Regions from separate parts of the Sus scrofa genome. Here region 2 is linked to region 1. The links are chromatin contacts, called in public targeted proximity ligation maps. All regions are on one chromosome and are shown on one strand. The core of a region is the stretch at or near the end of the contact, and the rest is flanking DNA. Distances in the headings are between cores, read along the strand shown. Region 1 overlaps LOC110260019 (a long non-coding RNA gene). Region 2 overlaps LOC110260021 (a long non-coding RNA gene).

Region 1 (3,723 bases), core at 884-3,383:
TCTCTGTCCCTCCAGGCAGACTCCTCTCCCCACACCAGCCCCCCCACGATGTCTGAGGACCCATCTCTGGGCAGAGGGGCGGGGGCACCCCTGGTCCTGAGGTTGAGGTGAGCCTTCTGCCCCAAGCCTTCATCTTCACCATTTCTTTTTTTTTTTTTTGGCTGTCCCTGTGTATCTGAGAGGCACACATTTCTATGCAAGTTCCATCTCCTGCCACAGTCCTTATGGGTCAACACACAAGATTTCTAGCCGTTGATACTGTAACCTTGTTCCATTGCTTCCCCCCGCTCCCAGGACACATTACTGGGCCCCCTCCCATCATTTCCACCCAGGCGGCACTGTGCTGTTTCCCTGTCCCCATTCCCAAGCTCCTCCCTGTCCCTCTGCTCCCCACCCCCAGCACAGCAGTCTCACTGCCTTTCTTTAACTCCTCACCTCTGCCCTGTGGTCCTGCAGGAGGCTGCCTGCTCCCAGGTGCTGGCCTGGTGACCACCTCCAAGAGGAGGGAGAGGTCCAGTCTTTAGAAGACCCTTAGGGGCCTGACATCCAGCCAACCAATCTGTAGGCCCTGGTTTCTACGTTCTCTATAATTCATGTTTTGTTATTTAGCACTTTCTTATCAAAGAGCTCCTTCAGTCTCTGCAACAATCTGACAGACAAGGCCACACTTCAGGCTTCGCTTGTGAGTGGCTCTGGCGGGAGGAGTGGAAGTCCCAGGCTCCTCTGCCCACCGTGGGTTCCCGCTGCCAACATTAATTAATTGCTTTGAAGGATGGGAAACGGGAAAGGGAGAAATTCCAGCTTCCCTTTCAGACCAAGGATGCCTTAAAGGCATTCCTTTGACTGTCTCAAAGATAAAGGCCACATCTCCTCCAAACTGGGACATCCCCAAGTTACTGACCTACTGACCTGGGCATCTGGTTGCCCAGAACTATGGATGCTTGGTCTAGAAGGCAACTGCATCTCCAAACTGAAGGCTGGCCTCCGAAAGACAGTCTTTCTGTGCACCTCCACTCCAGGGTAAGAGGTTTTTTTTTCTGTTTTTTGTTGTTTCTCTTTTTGCCGTTTCTGGGGCTACTCCCACGGCATATGGAGGTTCCCAGGCTAGGGGTCTAATCGGAGCTGTAGCTGCCAGCCTACACCACAGCCACAGCAACACAGGATCTGAGCCGTGTCTGCAACCTACACCACAGCTCACAGCAATGTCGGATCCTTAACCCACTGAGCAAGGCCAGGGATTGAACCCACAACCTCATGGTTCCTAGTCGGATTCCACTGAGCCACAATGAGAACTCCCAGGGTAAACATTTAAAGTTCCCCTTCCCTAGGTACATCACATGGGACTCCTGGCTCCTGGCTAAAGGACTGGCCTCTTTTGTCCCACCCTCATCCCCCTATCATCCTAGACATCGCAGATCCACAGTGACTGCTTGATAAATCCCGGGGGCAGAGGCAGGAACCTGATCCTCTGGAACAGTGTTCTCAGGAGCAGCTGAAGAGAGTCAAGCTGCCAGCAAGGAGCAGGGCAGCCCCTCCCCTCGGGCTCCAGCCCTGAGTGCAGGGCCAGATTGGGGCGGGGGTGGGGGGGGATGGTAGCTGGAAGAGGGTAAAGGCGAGGACAGGGAATCAGCAAGTCACAAGGCCCAGGGTGGTGGGAGGAAGTGGCCTCAATGGTCCAAAACCCTCTCTGACTTTTCAACTGGGAATTTCTGCTCCCCACCTCACCCCCATATTCCTCACTCCAGCACACTAACCTCACTTTGCACAATCAATGGATTCCTGAAAAGATACCAAGAAATCGTTTGGTTTTTTTTGGGGGGGGGAATCATACCCTGTTCTGAATGCCCAGTGGGGAATGCTGTGTTGAAATACATCTTCTGTAAATCCTTGAATAAAGAAACCCCGCCTCCCATCACCCCTGTTGCCCAGATCAGGTGAGTTTCTCTAGAATGCTCCCTTACTTTCTACATCATAAGCTGCCCCCGTCCAGGCTCACCTGGTTTAGAGGTGGAGGTTGGGCTGGGGGGAACCCTCCCCCTCAGGGGACAGAAGGACAAATACTATGATGTTTGCCCTGTGCGGGCAGGACCTTAGTCCCACAGCGCTGTGAGTCACAGGCGATGAGTCACCCCTGCATTGTTTGTGTTGATGATCCTTAGAGGAATCAGTCAGACTGTAGGCGAAGCTGACTTTTCTCAGCTCACTCTGGGCTTGTGAATTTGCACGCATGCATGCCCGTGTGTGCGTGTGTGTGTGTGTGTGCATGCTTACACCCCTCACCCCCGGAGTGCACATGGGGCAGTATCTCCCTGTAAAATCACTATTTCCTAAAAATGACTGTCCTTCAATCACAAGCTTGTGTGTTAAAGATGACAGGGTCAAGACTGTAGAGTATAAGCTTCTGGAACCATCCCTTAGGTGGTTGGCTAATGGGTAGCTGGCTAAACAAAGCAAGGAATGCCTACATTGATGGATAACTATTCTGGTGCAGTGGGGAAAGACTGCTCCCTGCTCCCCCAAGGAGGGCACCCCCTCCTCTCCTGGGTCACCCCCCTCCCCATTTATCAATCACATCAAGCTGGTTTGGGGAAGTTCCCTTCAAAGCTCAGCAGTTAATGAACCCGACTAGGATCCATGAGGACGTGGGTTCAATCCCTGGCCTTGCTCAGTGGGTTAAGGATCTGGTGTTGCTATGAGCTGTGGTGAAGGTTGCAGACATAGCTCAGATCTGGTGGGGGTATGGCTGTGGTGTAGGTCAGCAGCTATAGCTCCAATTTGACCCCTAGCCTGGGAACCTGCATATGCCCTGGGTACAACCCTAAAAAAAAGGGATTGGTTTGGGTCTCCCCACTAGGCTGAGCTCCTTAGGGCAACAGCTGTAGCTCATTCATCTTTGTACACCTGGCACATCGCATTGCACATAATGGATTCCCCTAAATACTTTTGGGCTAATGTCCCAAGGCCAGTGTTGACCTTGACCCCCTCTATTCCTTACACGGTTAATGCACAGAGCCTCTCTGGCTTCGGTGGAAGCCTGCCTTCCCCTGGGCGGACAGGGCCAAGGGAAGCTGGTCTTCACAGGCCTCCCCAACCCCATCCAGGGGCAACTGAGGCAGGAAGGGGTCTGTTTTCTGATCTGGGGAGCATTCTGAAGAACACGAACCCTGCAAGCAGAAGGGCTTGTTTCTGAATTAGTCCAGACAGATTTGGCCACCAGGAACTAATGCTCCCTGGAGCTGGCCTCGGGAAACTCTGTTTAAGGAATAGAGGGTGTCTTAAACCCAAGGATGAGGGCCTAGAACTCATCCAAAAACATTTTCTATACAAATGTGGGTACAAGCATAATTTTTACAAATATGAAATCCACCTGCACATCCATGCTTGTTATTTCCCTTCAATGATTTATTACAAACATCGTTTTGGGTTAACAAACCTGGACTTCAAGCTTGACTCATTACTCGCAGTGTTTACATGTCAGGGTTACACGCATGTGCTCTGTCGTCTGATAGCTTACATGTCATTTTTTCCGTGGCAAACAACATTAAGATAGAATGCCATTGTCATCTCCATCAGACAGTTATTTACAGGAGCATCACTGGATGACAGGGGAGGCAATGGGGTTTTCAAGTGTCTTGAGGCCTAACATCTACCTTCTCTCCCAGGAAGGACTGCACCAATGAAGCCCCCTCTCCAGCAGCCGAGGATGGTGCGTGTCCTCTCATG
Region 2 (3,798 bases), core at 1,071-3,570, 500 kb before region 1:
GGAAGCCAGGCTGCAGGTGTTCTGTCTGCCCCACGGCCCTTTCCCTGTATCCTGGGAGGGACCTGAGGAAAGGACTCACGGTCCCTACCTTCAGAAAAACACGGCAAGCTGCCTACCTGTGCTCGCAGTGCTTGGGACAAAGGGTCTGCGTGGGAGGGGCAGCCTGGGCTCTGGGGCTCAGAGAGACTTGAGTGTGGAGGTGGCAAGGCTTGCCAGGCCTCCCAGGCAGAATGCCCACGGGAAGGGCAGAGAGCTCCTCAAGACGGAGACAGAGCACGGCCAGAGCCCCAGCTGGACGTGGGCGTGAAGGGTTCCCTGATGTTTCGGGTTCTTCTTTTTCCACCTCATGACCTGATGGTGATGCCCTGGCATGATCCGGGGCTGGGAGGGACCCTCCAGTCACAAGTCAATCCTAGATCAGCGTCCCGCGTCATGCACTCCATTCCCCTAAGCGTCCAGGCCACACAGTTATCTTGGTGGCTCCCTTGAGCCTCTGGCTGAGCAGTCCTGGGGGCACCCATTGCACAGATGTAACGGAGGGTGGCAGAGGCGAGTTGGGGGTACCAGCTCACGGAAGAAGCAAACGTAAACCCAGTCTTGGCTGTGCCTCCTGCGCTCACAACGACTGTGCCCGCTGGGAGGTCGGTTTCTGCTGGGGCTCTGTTTTCATTTCCAAAAGGAACATTCCTGCCACTATTATTTTAGCCTTTAACCTCCTTTTGGTTCCGTTGCTTACTCTTCTCCTTTTCCCAGACTTGGTGCCTGTACCTTCAGATTGGATTTTCTGTGCTCTGCCCACCATCCTGGACTTCCTGAAAATGTCCCCGTTTCTTCTTTTCCGTGAATGACATATTTCAGCCTGTCTTTCAGGAGCACTGGCAAACCCAGGACTCAGACCTGGGTGGGTGCTATTCTGACACCCACCCCCCTCCACAATTTCCATGGGCTGTGGGTATATGAGGTGTCCTTGGTCTGGACTGAAGGCTGTGATTGTGGCCTCCAGGCCTTGGCAGGAGGCCCAGCTCCAAGCCCCTCTTGCTTCTGAGTCCAGCAAGCTGGGCTGGGGTGGGGAGCACGCCAAGGCCATCGTCCCTGGTGGCTTAGAGGAACTCAGCCTCTCCAAGGCGCTCAAGCACAGGACATGGTCCCACACAAGCCATCCTTTCTTCTTTTATGTTTGGTTCTAGCAATTGAGTGAAGACATTGAATTTTTTTTTTTTTTTTTTGCCTTTTCTAGGGCCGCTCCACGGCATATGGGAGGTTCCCAGGCTAGGGGTCCAATTGGAACTGTGGCCGCCAGCCTAAGCCACAGCCACAGCAGCATGGGATCCAAGCCGTATCTGTGACCTACACCACAGCTCACGGCAACACCAGGTCCTTAACCCACTGGGCAAGGCCAGGGATCGAACCTACATCTTCATGGATGCTAGTTGGGTTTGCTACCACTGAGCCATGGTGGGAGCTCCTTTAGACTCTGATTAAAAACTCCTGCTTTCATATTTCACTTTTCACAGTGCAGGCAGCTTAGGAGTAGGTGTGTGCCTGCATGGCCAGGTGAGCAGGGGTGGCAGCAGGGCCATAGTTCAGCCACCGGGGTTCCTCTTACCTCCAGGCCTGCTCTCCTGCAGGCAGGCCAGCCTCGGCAGGGCGGGACAGCTTCCCAGCACTTGCCGTGGTCAGCAGCCTCCAGATGAGAAGTCTCTCTTTTGGAGGGTGGTGACACTGAGACCCAGAGCTGAGGGAGGAGGCAGCCCAAGCAGGGGGGAAGGGCCAGCCCTGACTCCCTCTGATCCCTGGAGGGCAATGTGCACCCTTCTCCCAAAGCGTGGTCTCTGACACACATTTCAAATCGGAGCTGGGAGGTGACCTGCAGATTCTGGAGATACAGTGCAGGCCCATTTCCTTCGCAACATATAAGATTCCACCATCTCCAGCCCTGCCCATTCTCTGCTTCCCGTGAACAAGAATCTTTATCGGGAGGCCTGCATAGGAGGGACCAGGTGAACGGGCTCTTGCTTTCTTGAGGCAGGGGTGGCGCCAGTAAGACAGCACTGGATGGATTTTCCCAGACGGACTCAAGATGCTGGAAAAGGCCTGGAAATGACATAGCCCAACTTCCTCATTTGTTTTTTGCAACCTCCTCGCTTTAGAGATGAGGAAACCGAAGCCAGGGAGGCAAAGGGCAGGACTTGCCCAAAGTCACACCATGAGTGACCGAGGCCCAACTCCTCAGAAGTAAAGGGGCCAGTGTCCCAGCCCAGCGCGTGTCCTTTGCCCATGACATCCGCTCCCAATTTCTCAGCCAGTACCCAGGCCTCTCCACCACAGCTCTACCCGCCGCCACCTCCCAGGCCCTGTCCTGGTCTCTTCCCTCAGGGCACATTCAGTTCTTCTCAAACAATCGTGATTACAGCATCACCCCAGTTCCTCAAAATATTCCTTTGAACTCAGTGGCCCCTGTGGGAACTGCTTGGCCTCTCAGTGACCTTGGTAAAAACTAAAGGAAGTCCTTCACGTCTTGACTGAAGCCTCCTTGGCCTCCCAGGCCCCAGGAGGAAAAGGGTTTGAAGTACATCTCTAGCCCTGTCACTCACTCACACACACACACACACACACACACACACACACACACACGCTTTCTTTAAATGATACTTATTTGGCAAAGTCAAGGTCTCGCCAAGAGCTCACCAGCTAGTAGAAGAAACAAAATAAAAGCCACTCTGGATAACTCAGCCCCATGCGAGCTGGTGTGTAGTGATGGAGGCCCCTGGCCCCCATTTTCCCAGGCAGTCCTGGTCTCAGAGCTCATATTTTAAGGTCCCCAGGAATGCACTTGGGCCAAGGACCCCCATCTCAAGCCCAGAGAACATGAACCTTATAGATACAAATGAGCCTTCAGCTGCTTTAAGGTAGACCCCAGGTCCTGGGGGAGTTTTCATCAGCCTGAGCCTGGGCCTCAGAACTGGAGAATCCCCCAACCAGACCTGAGAGGGAAGAGGATCGCAGCAGGGGTGAGGGGAAGAGTCGGGGGGGTGGTCCATTCCAGGAGGTGTGGACAAGGGGGGAAAAGACTTGAGGCCAGCATGAGCAGCACGTGTGGGAGACCCTGAGGAGCAGGCGGGACAGGGAGCTGGGATGGAAGGAGAGGGCAGTGGGGCAGCCTGGCCACTCACAGCACAGGCCTGGAGACGGACAGCCCCGGGTTCAAATCCTGGCTCTGCTGCTTCTAGCTGAGTAACCCTGGGGAGCCCCTTAACTGTCTGACAGCCTGTGTCCACGTTCCTGCGGAAGGAGCATGATAAACAGTCCCTACCTGGAACAGCTGAGGCTGGAGAGACGAATGTGGGCACTGACTGTACTTAAACCCGAGACTGGATCGACTTGACCTACGGGGTAAGAACAGAGACCAACAACAGAGCCCTAAGAGGCGGGGCCATGCAGGTGCCGACAGAAGTCCAAGAGAAGAGGAGCCAGCCACGAGGCTGAGCGCAAGCAGCCATCGGCAGGGAAGCTCCCAGGATTTTGCTACCCCAAAAGCCCAGACAAAACGGTGTTTCAGGAAGGAGGGATAGGGAACTGGGTCACGTATTAGACTGAAAGCCCAGGTGAAACAAGGAAGAAAAAAGTGGCTCTGGGTTGGCAACACGGAGATCATCGCTGCCCAGGATCCCAGTGGTCTTGGTCGAGAGCTAAAGATGATGGGCAGGAACTGAGAACAGGCTGGCCGTGGCGGGGCACAGAGACCACAGCAGTACACCACCCCTTCCAGAAGTTTCCCTGGGAAGCGGAGGTGGAAGA

Evidence for each region.
Region 2: a contact with region 1 is called in a targeted proximity ligation map of alveolar macrophages. A contact is called at or near these places in 1 of 47 Hi-C or Micro-C datasets (epiblast stem cells) and 1 of 2 datasets of targeted methods (alveolar macrophages).

What each region holds. Positions count from the first base shown.
Region 1 is chr3:93,659,716-93,663,438 of Sscrofa11.1, reverse strand. The region is part of intron 1 of LOC110260019 (a long non-coding RNA gene); the gene reads left to right. Among named protein-coding and RNA genes, the nearest start is that of MCFD2, 41 kb to the right of the region's middle.
Region 2 is chr3:94,161,828-94,165,625 of Sscrofa11.1, reverse strand. All of the region lies in intron 1 of LOC110260021 (a long non-coding RNA gene), which reads right to left. Among named protein-coding and RNA genes, the nearest start is that of EPAS1, 90 kb to the left of the region's middle.